4 separate regions of the Mus musculus genome follow, and regions 1, 2 and 3 are each linked to region 4. The links are chromatin contacts, called in public HiChIP or PLAC-seq and promoter capture Hi-C maps. All regions are on one chromosome and are shown on one strand. The core of a region is the stretch at or near the end of the contact, and the rest is flanking DNA. Distances in the headings are between cores, read along the strand shown.

Region 1 (3,068 bases), core at 263-2,762, 1.6 Mb before region 4:
TGGCAAGCCCACCCACATGGTCTTGATCCCCAGGTCCTAGCCAGGTAAGGAGAGCCAGCACTCACCCTGGTCATCATTGCGTAGGTCTGTGGTGAAGGCAATGAGGTTCCTGCAGGACCAGGCACAAGCCAGGGGCAGCGACGGGCAGTACGTGCTCTTGGCCCACTTCTCCCATTCGCACACATAGGCCAGGTCCATCATACCCACCGCACCCAGCACGGTCCCTGGCTCCTGGGGAAAAGGGAGGCAGTGCTCTATAGCAGCTCCCAGCTAAAGGGTGTCTAGAATGTTCTCCAGCGAGAGCCCTGCTATAAAATCCATGATGCCCCGCCTGGGGTCACTCCTCCCTAGGCAACCCAGATCAGCCTGAGCTCAGCCTACAAACGCTAAGCACCCTCCACACACACAACCGGGCCCACCCCTACCACTTCAGTCTGGGCCTCAGTCTACACTCTAGTTCAGTCTCCAAGCCTTGCCTGGGACCTAGTAGCTTAGACCCCGCAGCAGCCCATGCCACACAATACTCTCAACAAGTTAACATCCAAGGCTCAAATTCTGAGCCTTTTTTTGTTTTTTTTTTTTTGAGACAGGGTTTCTCTGTGTAGCCCTGGCTCTCCTGGAACTCACTCTGTAGACCAGGCTGGCCTCGAACTCTGAAATCCGCCTGCCTCTGCCTCCCAAGTGCTGGGATTAAAGGCGTGCGCCTGGCAAAAAGCCTGAGTCTTTTTTTTTTTCTTTTTGGTTTTTCGAGACAGGGTTTCTCTGTATAGCTCTGGCTGTCCTGGAACTCACGTTGTAGACCAGGCTGGCCTCGAACTCAGAAATCCGCAGCCTCTGCCTCCCAAATGCTGGGATTAAAGGCGTGAACCACCACACCCGGCTAAATCCTGAGTCTTAACACACACACCTCCACCACCTCCCGCCCAAGCTCGTTAAGCTCCACCCACATTGTCTAATCACCCTAGGCTCCGCCTCCAAACCAAACTGGTAAATTCAGCCTCAGTTTCTGCTCAGCTTGTGACTACTAGGTCACCTCTCTGCATCGATCTCAGATCTTTAGCACCCCCAACCCCGGCCCACCTTAGACTCCGCTCCCTAGGCCACATCCCTCTCTATCAGTCTTATTTCTTCAGACTCTGCCCCTCCATCCAACTTCTGAACTCAGGCCACGCCCCTCCCAGGGAGGCTCAGCCCCTCGGACCACGCCCCCTCCTCAACCCCGTCGCCTTAGGCTCCCCCTATTCACATCCCTCCCACAACGGCCTCTACCCAGCAAGCTTTGTTCCCAGGCCCGCCCTCTGACCCCGCAAGCCCCGCCCCTCGGCCTTCCGCTCGCGGTTTTAGCCTGAAACGCACCAGCCACGAGTCCCGTACCCCGCACGCCGTACTAACCTGTCCGCCCCGGGCGCCCAGTCGGCCCGGCGGCCGCGGTCCACACTCGCCCCAACGCCCGGGATCCGACGCCGCCATCTCTAGGCCCGCGCCGGCCCCCTCGCACAGACTTGTGGGAGAAGCTCGGCTACTCCCCTGCCCCGGTTAATTTGCATATAATATTTCCTAGTAACTATAGAGGCTTAATGTGCGATAAAAGACAGATAATCTGTTCTTTTTAATACTAGCTACATTTTACATGATAGGCTTGGATTTCTATAAGAGATACAAATACTAAATTATTATTTTAAAAAACAGCACAAAAGGAAACTCACCCTAACTGTAAAGTAATTGTGTGTTTTGAGACTATAAATATCCCTTGGAGAAAAGCCTTGTTTGTGCTCGCTTCGGCAGCACATATACTAAAATTGGAACGATACAGAGAAGATTAGCATGGCCCCTGCGCAAGGATGACACGCAAATTCGTGAAGCGTTCCATATTTTGTTCCTCAGAGGAACTGACAAGCACCCTAACATCCTATTGGAGGCTCACTCACGTTTTTTCTATTTTGTTTCTTGACAGCAGAGCTCGTTGCTCACTGTATAGCTCAGGTTGGCCTGACACTGATGAGGTTCTCCAGTGACTGCCTCTACCTACCTACTGGGATGACAGAGGTGTACCACCAAGCCACGGGCTCCTGTGTGAGTGTGTGTGTGTGTGTATAAGTGTGCCTTCCACAGTGCACGTAAGAGGACAAGGAGTTGGTTCTTGCTCTCAGATCATCAAGCTTGGCGGCAAGCACCTTAACGTGCTTAACCATTTTGCTGGCCCTCAAGTGACTGTTGTTTGAGGCAGGGTCTCACTGTATGGCCCTGGCTATGTAGACTAGCTGGCCTTGAACTCACAGAGATCCATCAGCCTCTGGCTCCTGAGTGCTAGGATTCAGAGGTGTCCAACAATGAGACCTGTCTACCACATGGCCCAGGCTGGCCTCAAAATCACTTGTCACTGGTCACCATGTGGTTTAAATGGTGCTGGGGATGGAACCCAGGGCTTTGAGCATGCTAACCAATTGCTTTCCCCATCGAACCCCAACCTGGCACCTCATCTTTAAGCATTTTACATGTTGTAAAATGAACTAATGTTATAGAGACTTTGAGGTTCCCCCGTGTCCAGCTTGCTAGCTCGTGCCCTCAGTGATCTCCCAGTCTCACCCACCCCCACCAAACCTAAAGACAAACACGGGGACAGGACTCGAGCACCAAGGCTTTATTAAAATCGTCCCTTTCCCCCAAGCTCAAAGAATCACACAGAAGGGGAAGGGAAGGAGGGCCAGGCCTGCTGAACATATAAGACCTCTGCAGTGACCACAGCTATGCTGAGCAGCAGAGGGGACAGGGGAGGGGACAGGGAACACAAGGTCAGAGGCTTCTGGCTGGAAGTCCTGGACCCCTGGCATAAGGAGAGGGGAGAAGGAGGAGGAGAGGACAGTCTGAAAGGCAGGCAGGGCCTAGGGAGCTGGGGACAAGATACACACATCACCAAAAAAAAAAAAAAAAAAAAGCATAAAATGAGCCCTTGAGACAATGCTTGTCCAGGTTCATGGCACATGGCGTGCATACATGTGCGCCACACACACACACACAGACAGACAGACAGACAGACAGACAGACACACACACACACACACACACACA
Region 2 (3,168 bases), core at 319-2,818, 1.5 Mb before region 4:
GGGAGGGAGGGAGGGAGGGAGGGAGGGAGGGAGGGGACACTTGGTTTTAGACCTGGCCTATGACCAGCAGCTGTGACCCGAGGCTAAAGGTTGCTTGGCTAGAGATTGACCTTTTGGGTCTACACGGAGTGAACCGAATACAAATTTGAAATTTATGGCTCAAAAGAGGAAAGGGCAAAGAAGCGGCAAATCCATAAAGGGCGTGGGTCGATTGGTAAGAGTTTAATCACCAATTCACCTCAGCCAGACATATTATCCTTGATGAGTATGTAGCCTGATTTTACATGCAGTAAGTCACTAACTTCATTTGGTCTAAATAAAGTATAAAGATCAGTGGTTTATATTTTTGCTATAAAACAAGGTTTAAAAAGTAAACCGGGGGCTGGTGAGATGGCTCAGTGGGTAAGAGCACCCGACGGCTCTTCCAAAGGTCTGGAGTTCAAATCCCAGCAACCATATAGTGGCTCACAACCATCTGTAACAAAATCTGACTCCCTCTTCTGGAGTGTCTGAAAACAGCTACAGTGTACTTACATATAATAAATAAATAAATCTTTAAAAAAAAAAAAGTAAACCGGTTTCAGAGGGAAAGCCAGGAAAGGGGACAATATTTGAAATGTAAATAAAGTAAATATCTGAAGAAGAAGAAGAAGAAGAAGGAGGAGGAGGAGGAGGAGGAGGAGGAGGAGGAGGAGGAGGAGGAGGAGAAGAAGAAGAAGAAGAAAAGAAGAAGAAGAAGAAGAAGAAGAAGAAGAAGAAGAAGAAGAAGAAGAAGAAGAAAGAAGAAGAAAAGAAGAAGAAGAAGAAGAAGAAAAGAAGAAGAAGAAAAGAAAGTAAATAAACCGGTCACCGGTGGTGGAGGCTCAAGGCCACCCAGCACATAAAGAGACACTGTCTCGAAAAGAAAGAAGGAAAGAAAGAAAAAAAGAAGGAAAGAAAGAAAAAGAAAACAAAAGAAAGAAAAAAAAAAGACAAACCCAGCAAACAGGTAGCAAAAATACCTTCCACTACACAGAGGTAATACAGTGCTGACCGGCCAGGGACTCCCCAGTCTTCTACGCATGTGCAGGAATCCAGTTTTGTTTTGTTTTGTTTTGTTTTGTTTTGTTTTGTTTTGTTTTGTTTTGTTTTGTTTTGTTTTGTTTTGTTTTGTTTTGTTTTGTTTTGTTTTGTTTTGTTTTGTTTTGTTTTGTTTTGTTTTGCCCCGCCCCGCCCCGCCCCGCCCCGCCCCGCCCCCGAAGAAGCTCCTGGTGTTCTTTAACCTGCTTGGCTGGGTCTAGCATTACGCCTTTCGCGCACTGGCTTGTACGCATGTGCAGGTCGTCTGGCTACGCCCTCTCACCTGCTGCTAGCTCCGCCCCAGAGCCGCGAACTTTTTACGCATGCGCACGTTAGGGCTCCTGGAACCCGTAAAGCACCAGGCAATCAACAGCCTCCTCGGCTTGGTGAAGCTACCGCGCATGCGTAGACTTTCCAGTTTGGCCTCTAGGAGGCGCTATGGCCGTTCTAGTCGGCCAGGAGCCATCTTAACAGTCTCTCTAAGGATGATGGGATTCAGGGGCGGGACTGGCAGAGCAAGATGGCGGCGCCCATGGAAGTGGTGGTGTGTACTGACGCCGCGGCACAGCTCTGGAGCTGCGTGGTGTGGGAGCTTCATTCGGGCGCCAACCTGCTCACCTACCGAGGCGGCCAAGCGGGGCCGCGAGGCCTGGCGCTACTCAATGGCGAGTACCTGCTGGCGGCGCAGCAGGGCAAGAACTACATCTGCGCCTGGGAGCTGCAGCGTAAGGTGTGGGGCCTCAGCGTCCGCGGGGCAGCCGAGAGTCCTGGGGCGCCGCCAGGGTTGGGGTCCCGGCGACCCTGGGGTGGCTGCGTGACAGGGCGTACTCGGAGGCCGAGGGGTTTTCTCCTAGGGAGATGGCGCCAACGCACGCGTGCTCAGATGAAGATCGATGGCGAATCCGCTTTTGCACGCTTGTAGTGTTAGGGACGCCAATTTTGATGCAGAAGGGAAAATGGGGTCCGTTAGAGGTCATGCTTTTGGACAGCATGGCAGATCAGAGATCTTGAGGAGCCGCAGGAAGACAGAGACCGACGGCCCGTCCTTTTGTTACCCTCGTAAAGAGTCGCAGATCTTCATAGTCAGGACTGACTGAGGCCTGGGGTTACTGGTTCTGATGTTTCTGGAACACAGAGCTTCCTTCTTGTCCGCTGGGATCCCTACTGCTGAGCCCTGACCCTGCCCTTCACTGGGAGGTTCTAGGCAGTGGTTCTAACCCTGAGCCGCACCGACAACCCCTCACTTGAGCAGTCTGTCTCCCCAACCCCCTTACTCTTGCTCTCTGTACTAAAAACTTTAACCTTCCATTGCCTCCGTTCTGATACTCACATAGTTTGTCTTGTATCCTGTGTCCCTAGGATCAGCTCCAACAGAAAATCATGTGTCCTGGGCCTGTCACCTGTCTGACCACAGCACCTAATGGCTTGTATGTCCTGGCAGGAATTGCAGAGAGCATCTACCTGTGGGAGGTGAGAACAGCTTGTCACACGTATGTGTCACTTGGGAATGCTAGAGAGTAAAACTGGTTGGTGTCCAGTTTTACCTGAGGTAGGCAGGTGGTCTTGGAGATCTTACCCATGACTTCTGAAAACAAAAATGTGGCCATGTCTATAGGGTCCTCATTTGTGACTGAGATACAGGACAGTGTTCAACCTGCTGGTGGCTCTAGTGCTGTCGTGAGCAACCAGGAAAGAAACTTAGAAAAGGGCAGTGACCAGAATTAGTACAGAGGAGGAGGAGGCAGGAACCAGAAGCAGTGCAGAGGAGGAGGAAAGCATTTATTTACACTTGTGGTTTATATGAGGGAAGTCAGCGCAGGAAGCAGAAAGTCAGTTAACATCCATAGTCAGCAGCAAAGAGAAATGCTCCCGTGATTGACTACACTTGTTGCTCTTGCAGAGGACCTGGGTTCAATTCCCAGCACCCACAGAATGGCTCACAGCCATCCATAACTTCAGTTCTAGAGAACTTGACACCTCTTTTGATCTCAGTAGGCACCAGACTGCCCACTGCATGCACATACAGGCACGCAGGCAAAATACTCATAAAGGAAATAAACCTGAAAAAAGAAAGAAAAACTGTCTACTGAATGAGAGAGCTGGCTCAGC
Region 3 (3,118 bases), core at 229-2,728, 1.4 Mb before region 4:
ACACTCACCACCGGACAAGCATGATCTTTCTAGCGTTGAGTTCTTACTTCATGGAGCATTTGAGTAGATATGGGATCCTGGGACGGGTATGGGTGTGTGTGTGTGTGTGTGTGTGTGTGTGTGTGTGTGTGTGTGTGTGCGCGCGCGCGTGTGTATCTGTTTAAGAGCTGGAGTAGGGAAGGGAATGGGGTTTCTAGCTGCCCACTGCCCAGGGAAACTGTCCAGATTATAGAGACTGGGAACTAGGTGTCTCTCATAGAGATTGATTAAGGCCAGGACTGCTGGCTTTTGAGCAGGTCTGCGTGCCAGAGTCTCTAGTTAGTAGAATAAGTTTGTAGTCTAGCTTGTAGTCTTGCATCTGCCAGGCTCTGGTTCAAGGGTGACCACGACCCTCTAGCTGCCAGCTGCTCCTCTAAGATCCAACAAAGCTAATGGCTTTCCTTCTGTTTGCCCCATCAAGCCTATGCCTGCATTTTCTGTGAACCTACGTGGTGGGGCATGGGGACCAAGAGCTGAGCGGAGGCCGGAACCTGCGTGAGTGCGGGGGCAGGGTGATGACGTCATGACCGAGAGCGAGGCTGCGCGGACAAGACTGGCGTCAGTGGGGCCCCTTGGCCGCCTGCGCACGGGCTCCTGCGTCAGTGGCACGCAGGGGCGGAGGCCCGCAGGGAGGGGACTGCGGAGAAGAGCGAGTACATCTCCAGGTTTCGCGCGCCCTCTGCCGCCATCCGGTGCACTTCTTTCCTGGCACGACCTCTCCCCAGCACGCACCGCAGCGGGCATCATGAAATTTAATTATTTATTTAGCAGCTTCTCATGATGTAGTCCTGGTTGGTCTCAAACTCATGGAGCCCCGCTTGAGTCTTCCTCCGGGGAGTTGGGATTAACTGCGCCTGGCATATGCATATATATATATGTGTGTGTGTGTGTGTGTGTGTGTGTGTGTGTGTGTGTGTTTCGAGATAGGATTTTTCTGTATAATCCTGGCTGTTGGCTGTCCTGGAACTCACTCTGTAGACCAGGCTGGTCTCAAACTCAGAAAGCCGCCTGCCTCTGCCTCCCAAGTGCTGGGAATAAAGGCACGCGCCACCACTGCCCATCTATATTTGATGCACTTTTGGAAATAGGTTGTTCCGAGTGCGGGGATTGCAAGAGTGTGTCACCGCACTCTACATTTTAATTCTTCTGTTCCAACACGTTACAGGTTTGCTTCTTCTGGGCCTCGAATGCTTGGCACCTGATATCAAGCCCATATCATTTCCGCGCAAACATTCCCCTCCTGAGGGAATATGTTCGTTTGCAGAAAGAACCGCATCCCAAGAACCCAGAGTCGTTTGCTGTTAGAAGGCGAAGAAAACTACAATTCCCAGAATGACCCACCCGGCATAGGAGGATCCCACTTCTAGGCATCACTGCAAGGGGTGGGGCCAAGGGAAAGTATACCTCCCAGAATGCTCAGCGCGTACTGCATCGCGCAGCCTTCGGAGAATCCTGTGCGCGTGCGTTCTTGTGGGAACTGCGCCTCCCAGAAGGCACCGCGCGTCGTCCTTCTCCCTCCCTGAAGGCCGCCTCGCTTGCCCAGTGTGTCGGCCGCCCGCGAAGCTAGAGTCCACTGACTTTTCCGCCACCATGTTGCCCGCCTCACTGCTTCGTCACCCGGGCCTGCGCCGCCTGATGCTTCAGGCGCGTACATACGCCGAGGCCGCCGCTGCACCTGCCCCCGCCGCCGGGCCCGGACAGATGTCCTTCACCTTTGCCTCCCCGACGCAGGTACGAACTCACATCCCCCAGACTCGTCAAGCCCCTGATCTGACCCGTGGAAGAGGTTCTCTTGTATTAGGTCATTTGTTTCATCCCCATGGGGCCCTGTGAACCTCCCCCCACCCCAGACCTCACCCCTGGATGGGGTCACCTGGACCCAGGGCTCGACCTCAGTGTTCACTGAAACTTCATGCTCCACCCCTAAGGGCGTCACCTGGACATAAGACTCCACCCTCTGGGAGGTGGATCACCTATATCTGGAACCCAGATTTTGCCTTCACAAACCCTTCTGTTTTGGGGTGTTCTAGGCTCTACACCTTGGTGGTGGTCACTCAGGCCCTGTCCTTGGGTGTTGTACCCGAGATTGATATGAACCCCAGGCTCTACTCAAGGCTTAGGTGGTGTCACTTGGAGCTAGGATGAACAATGGAGCACAGAGCAATGCCTTTGGGTTTTACATGGCTCACAGTTTCTACCCGTGGGGGATTCCCCAAGTCCCCAAGCTGTTGCCCAGATAGGGGTCACCAGTACCCAGACCTGGAGCTCTTGGAAATTGCCTGGACCCAGATCCTGAAGGAGATTTGGACTCAGAACAGAAGCCTGGCCACTGTTGGGGTCACCTGGGATTGACCGAAGCTCCTCATCCTGTTGGGTTTGCCTGGACCAAATATCCTTTTTTTTTTTTTTCTTTAAAGATTTACTTATTTATTGTATGTAAGTAAACTGTTTGTTTTCAGACAAACCAGAAGAGGGCATCAGTTCTCATTATGGGTGGTTGTGAGCCACCATGTGGTTGCTGAGATTTGAACTCAGGACCTTCGGAAGTGCTCTTACCCACTGAGCCATCTCTCCAGCCCTGGACCTAATATCCTTAATTGGATAGACCTTAGCCAAGGTTTTACCAACTTACAGCCATGCTATTTGTAAGCCTGGGTTGGTTTTACACTTTTGACTACCTCATAGCAACTTCCTGAGTGGTTGTGAGACAGCCTTTGGGTTTCTCAGAAACCCCATACCAGGGGCTGGATCAGCACGCTGCACTACACTGCATTGCCCTCTGTTTCAGTCACCTCTTCTAGACACTCTTTTAGACATAGACATTTCACAGGTGAGCAAGCTGAGTCTAATGTCAGCTCTTGGTAGTGTCTGTGTCCCATCAGAATTCCATCCTCTCTGTGCCCACTGTACAGCAGGCATGGGATAATGCCTACCCCATGGTGTACACTCTCTGCAGGTGTTCTTTGACAGTGCCAACGTCAAGCAAGTGGACGTGCCTACGCTGACTGGAGCCTTTGGCATCTTGGCATCCCATGTCCCCACACTACAGGTCCTACGGCCTGGGCTGGTAGTGGTTCAC
Region 4 (2,968 bases), core at 150-2,649:
CAAGATGCAAGAGCCCATTAGTTCTTAACCAGCCAAGGATGGGTGAGAAAGTCACGTTAGGCATCTGGTCCACAATACATGAGCTTATTCACAGACCGGCCCACCCAAGATTCTGTGCATGTGAGACCCAGACATGGAAATGCATGGTCTAGGAACTGCCCTCCAGATCGCGGAATGCTCTGGAACAACTGTGGGAGCTCAGAAGCTATGCTTCACAGCTTAGTGGTGTCCACGGTTCCCCCGCCATCAGTGACACCCCACAGTGGCAGTTTAGCAGGTGGCCCTTCCGAAGATACCAGGCCACAAGGATCTGCAAGCAAATGCTTACGACATTGGGACACCTGGCCACCTACTCCTTGGCCTAGGGTAAGGTCCCCCACCCCAGGGTGCTCTACATGCCAGGGCACTGTTCTGGGGCCACTGTTCTGGGTCCTGCAAGGTGCTGGGCAGCCACCTGGCCTCGACCCCTTAGAGCTCCCCGAGCTGGGGCAGCAACATGACCCCTGCCATGGCAACACAGTTTTAAAGAGAAATTAATGCAATTCTGGGTATAGGGGCCACATAGGCTTGGGTGCACACACCAGGCTGCCACACCCGCTCAAAAATGGGGGCCCGGCCTTGGCATTCAGGCAAAGACAGTATCAAGGCTGAGAGGCAAACCAAAGAGCAGGGTGCGGGAAGCTCTGAGAGGCCCCAAACCTAGGCATGGGGACAGAGATCCTGGGGAACCCTGGCGAGGAGTGGGGAGCAGAGCAAAGGGGTGAAAGTATGGTACTGTGGGAACCAAGGCCCCAGGAAACCCCAGGACACCAGGCCCGGGGGCTGACGCCGGCCTGAGAGTGGTCTGAGGCAACCGCTGACAGAGAGGGATCAGGGTGACATGGGATCGAGGAGAGATAGGAATCAGGGTGGCGATGATGGGATGGGGTGACAGGAGTCAGTGAAACAGCAGGGGAACTGAGGGAACAGAGCTGCCAGGAACAGTAAGTCAATGGGGAGACCGGGATAGCAGTCGGAGTTCCTCTGCCTGACAGTGGGAGGATCGCAGTGACTGGGGGACTAGTGTGGCAGTAAGGGGGACGGCGGCGTCAAGAGAAGAGGTCAGGGGTCGCGCACCGTATGGCTGGCCCTGCAGGTCGTACTGCTGCATGCGGTACACGGTGAACTCGTGCGCGGCGTCGGCGGCGGGCAGCGGCGGCGCCACGAGCAGCAACACGGCGGGCAAGAAGACGATAAAGCCGAGTGGCAGGCACGACGCCTTCAGCACGTTCTCGAGCACCTCGCCCGCTTCCTCCAACATCCCGGCGGGCGGCAGGCCGCAAAGGCGGCAGCGACGGAGGGCGACGGGAAGCGGCCGAGGCTCGGCGGACTCAGCTCGGCATGGGCGGCTGCTGAGGTCCTTCGGGGAGAGCCACGAACAGCCCGCGCCTGCCCTAGGGTCCTTCGGGCAGCACTGCGGACGGCCCTGTCTGCCGCGCCGCCTTCTGGGAAATGTAGTCTTTCTTGTGAGCGAGCCTCGTTTTAAACGGCTCCGCGCGCTGTGGAACCCTGGGAGTTGTAGGCACACTTAGACTCGCACTAGGGCCTCTCGGAAGCTGTGACAGTCCTTATGCGCGGAGCCCCCTGGAAGTTGTAGTCCCACTGTGCCGCTCCTAGAAGCTATGGTGGACAATCTACTGCTACTGAACTCATCCAAGCCGCAAAACACAGATGACTTACAAAGCTATTAAAAACCATTCCCAGTAAATCTTGTTTAAGCCCCATGTTTGGAGTCGTTAATGAAAGGACAATCCAAAACCTAAAGTGCAGGACGTGACCGTTCGACCCGGAAAGATGTAGGAAAGGAAAGAGAAAGTGCCCGCCTGGTGCCTTGTTTCTCTGGGAATTGTAGTCCTATCGGGCAAGCACAAAGGAATATGGGAACTAGAGTCGTTCTTTTAGTCTTTGAAAGGAGAGGGGATTAGAATGCGAGAAAATAAAATAAAATAAAATAAAAGAGAAAGAGAGAGAGGTGAGGCCTTTGTCTTGAAGGTGCTAGCTCTCTGATCACAAGACACTCTGACTACAGGTGTTCTACAGGATTTAAGTGAATGAGTGAAAAGCTGGTTAAAAAAATAATATTCGGGGCAGGTGGTAAGGTAGGAAGGCAAGAATTGGCGCGGACTTTAATGGCAGTGGGGAGATCAAGATAGCTAAAATGAGACTAGTGTGACGATGGGAGGTCTTTAGTATCCCTGTTCATACTTGGGACATATTTAACCTAACATTTTTGGTTTGCCCTATTGCAACTTCAATGGATTTGACTAGTCCCTGTGTCTTGGGGTAAGTTAAGATGTGAATTAAAATTATATGTCACTCACACCTCTAGAAATACAATAAATAAGAAATAAAAGACCAGACACTGCCACCCACCCACTGGCAGCCACAGGTGGGAATTTGATATGCAAACTGGCATGAACTGACTTTGAGTAAGATTCGCGACTGGTGAGTGCTGGCTTTCGAAGCCTGTGGAGAACTTGGGGATGGTGCCTTCTCTGAAGACCATTTGCCTTAGGTAAGAAAACAGATTCTAAGACTCAAACTTGTGGTCCTTTCCCCCGGGTGAGTGATAACTGCCAACTGTATACCGAGGCCACAGACAATCAGAACTGAAAGTGTAGAAAAGAAAACAGATGATGTGTGTCCAACAGCGTGAACTTCTGCCATCTATAACTGTGACAATCCCTACCATCCTAGAGTCACTGCCAGCGCGCCTCGGTTACAATACACTGAGAAACGGAATGTGGAGGTTTCGTTCATTTTAATGAATTTTATGCAGCCATGCATGGCTTGCAGCTGCACTATCACATGGTAGGGTCCACAGCTCCCTGCCACAGCATATCTCCGTGATTCAGAACAGGAAGGGCGAGGCTGCGGGGTTACAGGACCAGTTGAGATTGCCCCAGACCTGGAGTGGGTGGCTCTATCC

Evidence for each region. HiChIP or PLAC-seq counts read pairs in DNA pulled down with a chosen protein or histone mark. Capture Hi-C pulls out chosen DNA fragments and counts their contacts.
Region 1: a contact with region 4 is called in a promoter capture Hi-C map of liver, with 3 times the contacts expected there. The contact joins the promoter of Med16 here to the promoter of Ncln in region 4. A contact is called at or near these places in 2 of 39 promoter capture datasets (hippocampal neurons and liver), 1 of 484 Hi-C or Micro-C datasets (B cells) and 2 of 9 other capture datasets (liver and macrophages).
Region 2: a contact with region 4 is called in an H3K4me3 HiChIP or PLAC-seq map of bone marrow-derived macrophages, with 4 times the contacts expected there. The contact joins the promoter of Wdr18 here to the promoter of Ncln in region 4. A contact is called at or near these places in 2 of 39 promoter capture datasets (embryonic stem cells and liver) and 1 of 115 datasets of contacts at active chromatin or transcription factors (bone marrow-derived macrophages).
Region 3: a FOXA1 HiChIP or PLAC-seq map of pancreatic cancer cells shows a contact between it and region 4. The contact joins the promoter of Atp5d here to the promoter of Ncln in region 4. A contact is called at or near these places in 1 of 39 promoter capture datasets (liver), 1 of 484 Hi-C or Micro-C datasets (CD4 T cells), 1 of 115 datasets of contacts at active chromatin or transcription factors (pancreatic cancer cells) and 1 of 9 other capture datasets (liver).

What each region holds. Positions count from the first base shown.
Region 1 is chr10:79,907,426-79,910,493 of GRCm38.p6, forward strand. It overlaps Med16 (mediator complex subunit 16), which reads right to left and starts at 1,513. Exons shown (of 15, transcript NM_198107.2): 1 at 1,393-1,513; 2 at 66-231. The coding sequence starts at 1,470. It overlaps R3hdm4 (R3H domain containing 4), which reads right to left. Exons shown (of 8, transcript NM_177994.5): 8 at 2,627-3,068. Gm24019 (a small nuclear RNA gene) reads left to right here and starts at 1,770; the gene lies at 1,770-1,876.
Region 2 is chr10:79,958,584-79,961,751 of GRCm38.p6, forward strand. It overlaps Wdr18 (WD repeat domain 18), which reads left to right and starts at 1,569. Exons shown (of 10, transcript NM_175450.4): 1 at 1,569-1,789; 2 at 2,419-2,529. The coding sequence starts at 1,580.
Region 3 is chr10:80,140,837-80,143,954 of GRCm38.p6, forward strand. It overlaps Atp5d (ATP synthase, H+ transporting, mitochondrial F1 complex, delta subunit), which reads left to right and starts at 1,479. Exons shown (of 4, transcript NM_025313.2): 1 at 1,479-1,770; 2 at 2,996-3,118. The coding sequence starts at 1,630.
Region 4 is chr10:81,494,964-81,497,931 of GRCm38.p6, forward strand. It overlaps Ncln (nicalin), which reads right to left and starts at 1,400. Exons shown (of 14, transcript NM_134009.3): 1 at 1,117-1,400. The coding sequence starts at 1,300. It overlaps S1pr4 (sphingosine-1-phosphate receptor 4), which reads right to left. Exons shown (of 1, transcript NM_010102.2): 1 at 2,782-2,968.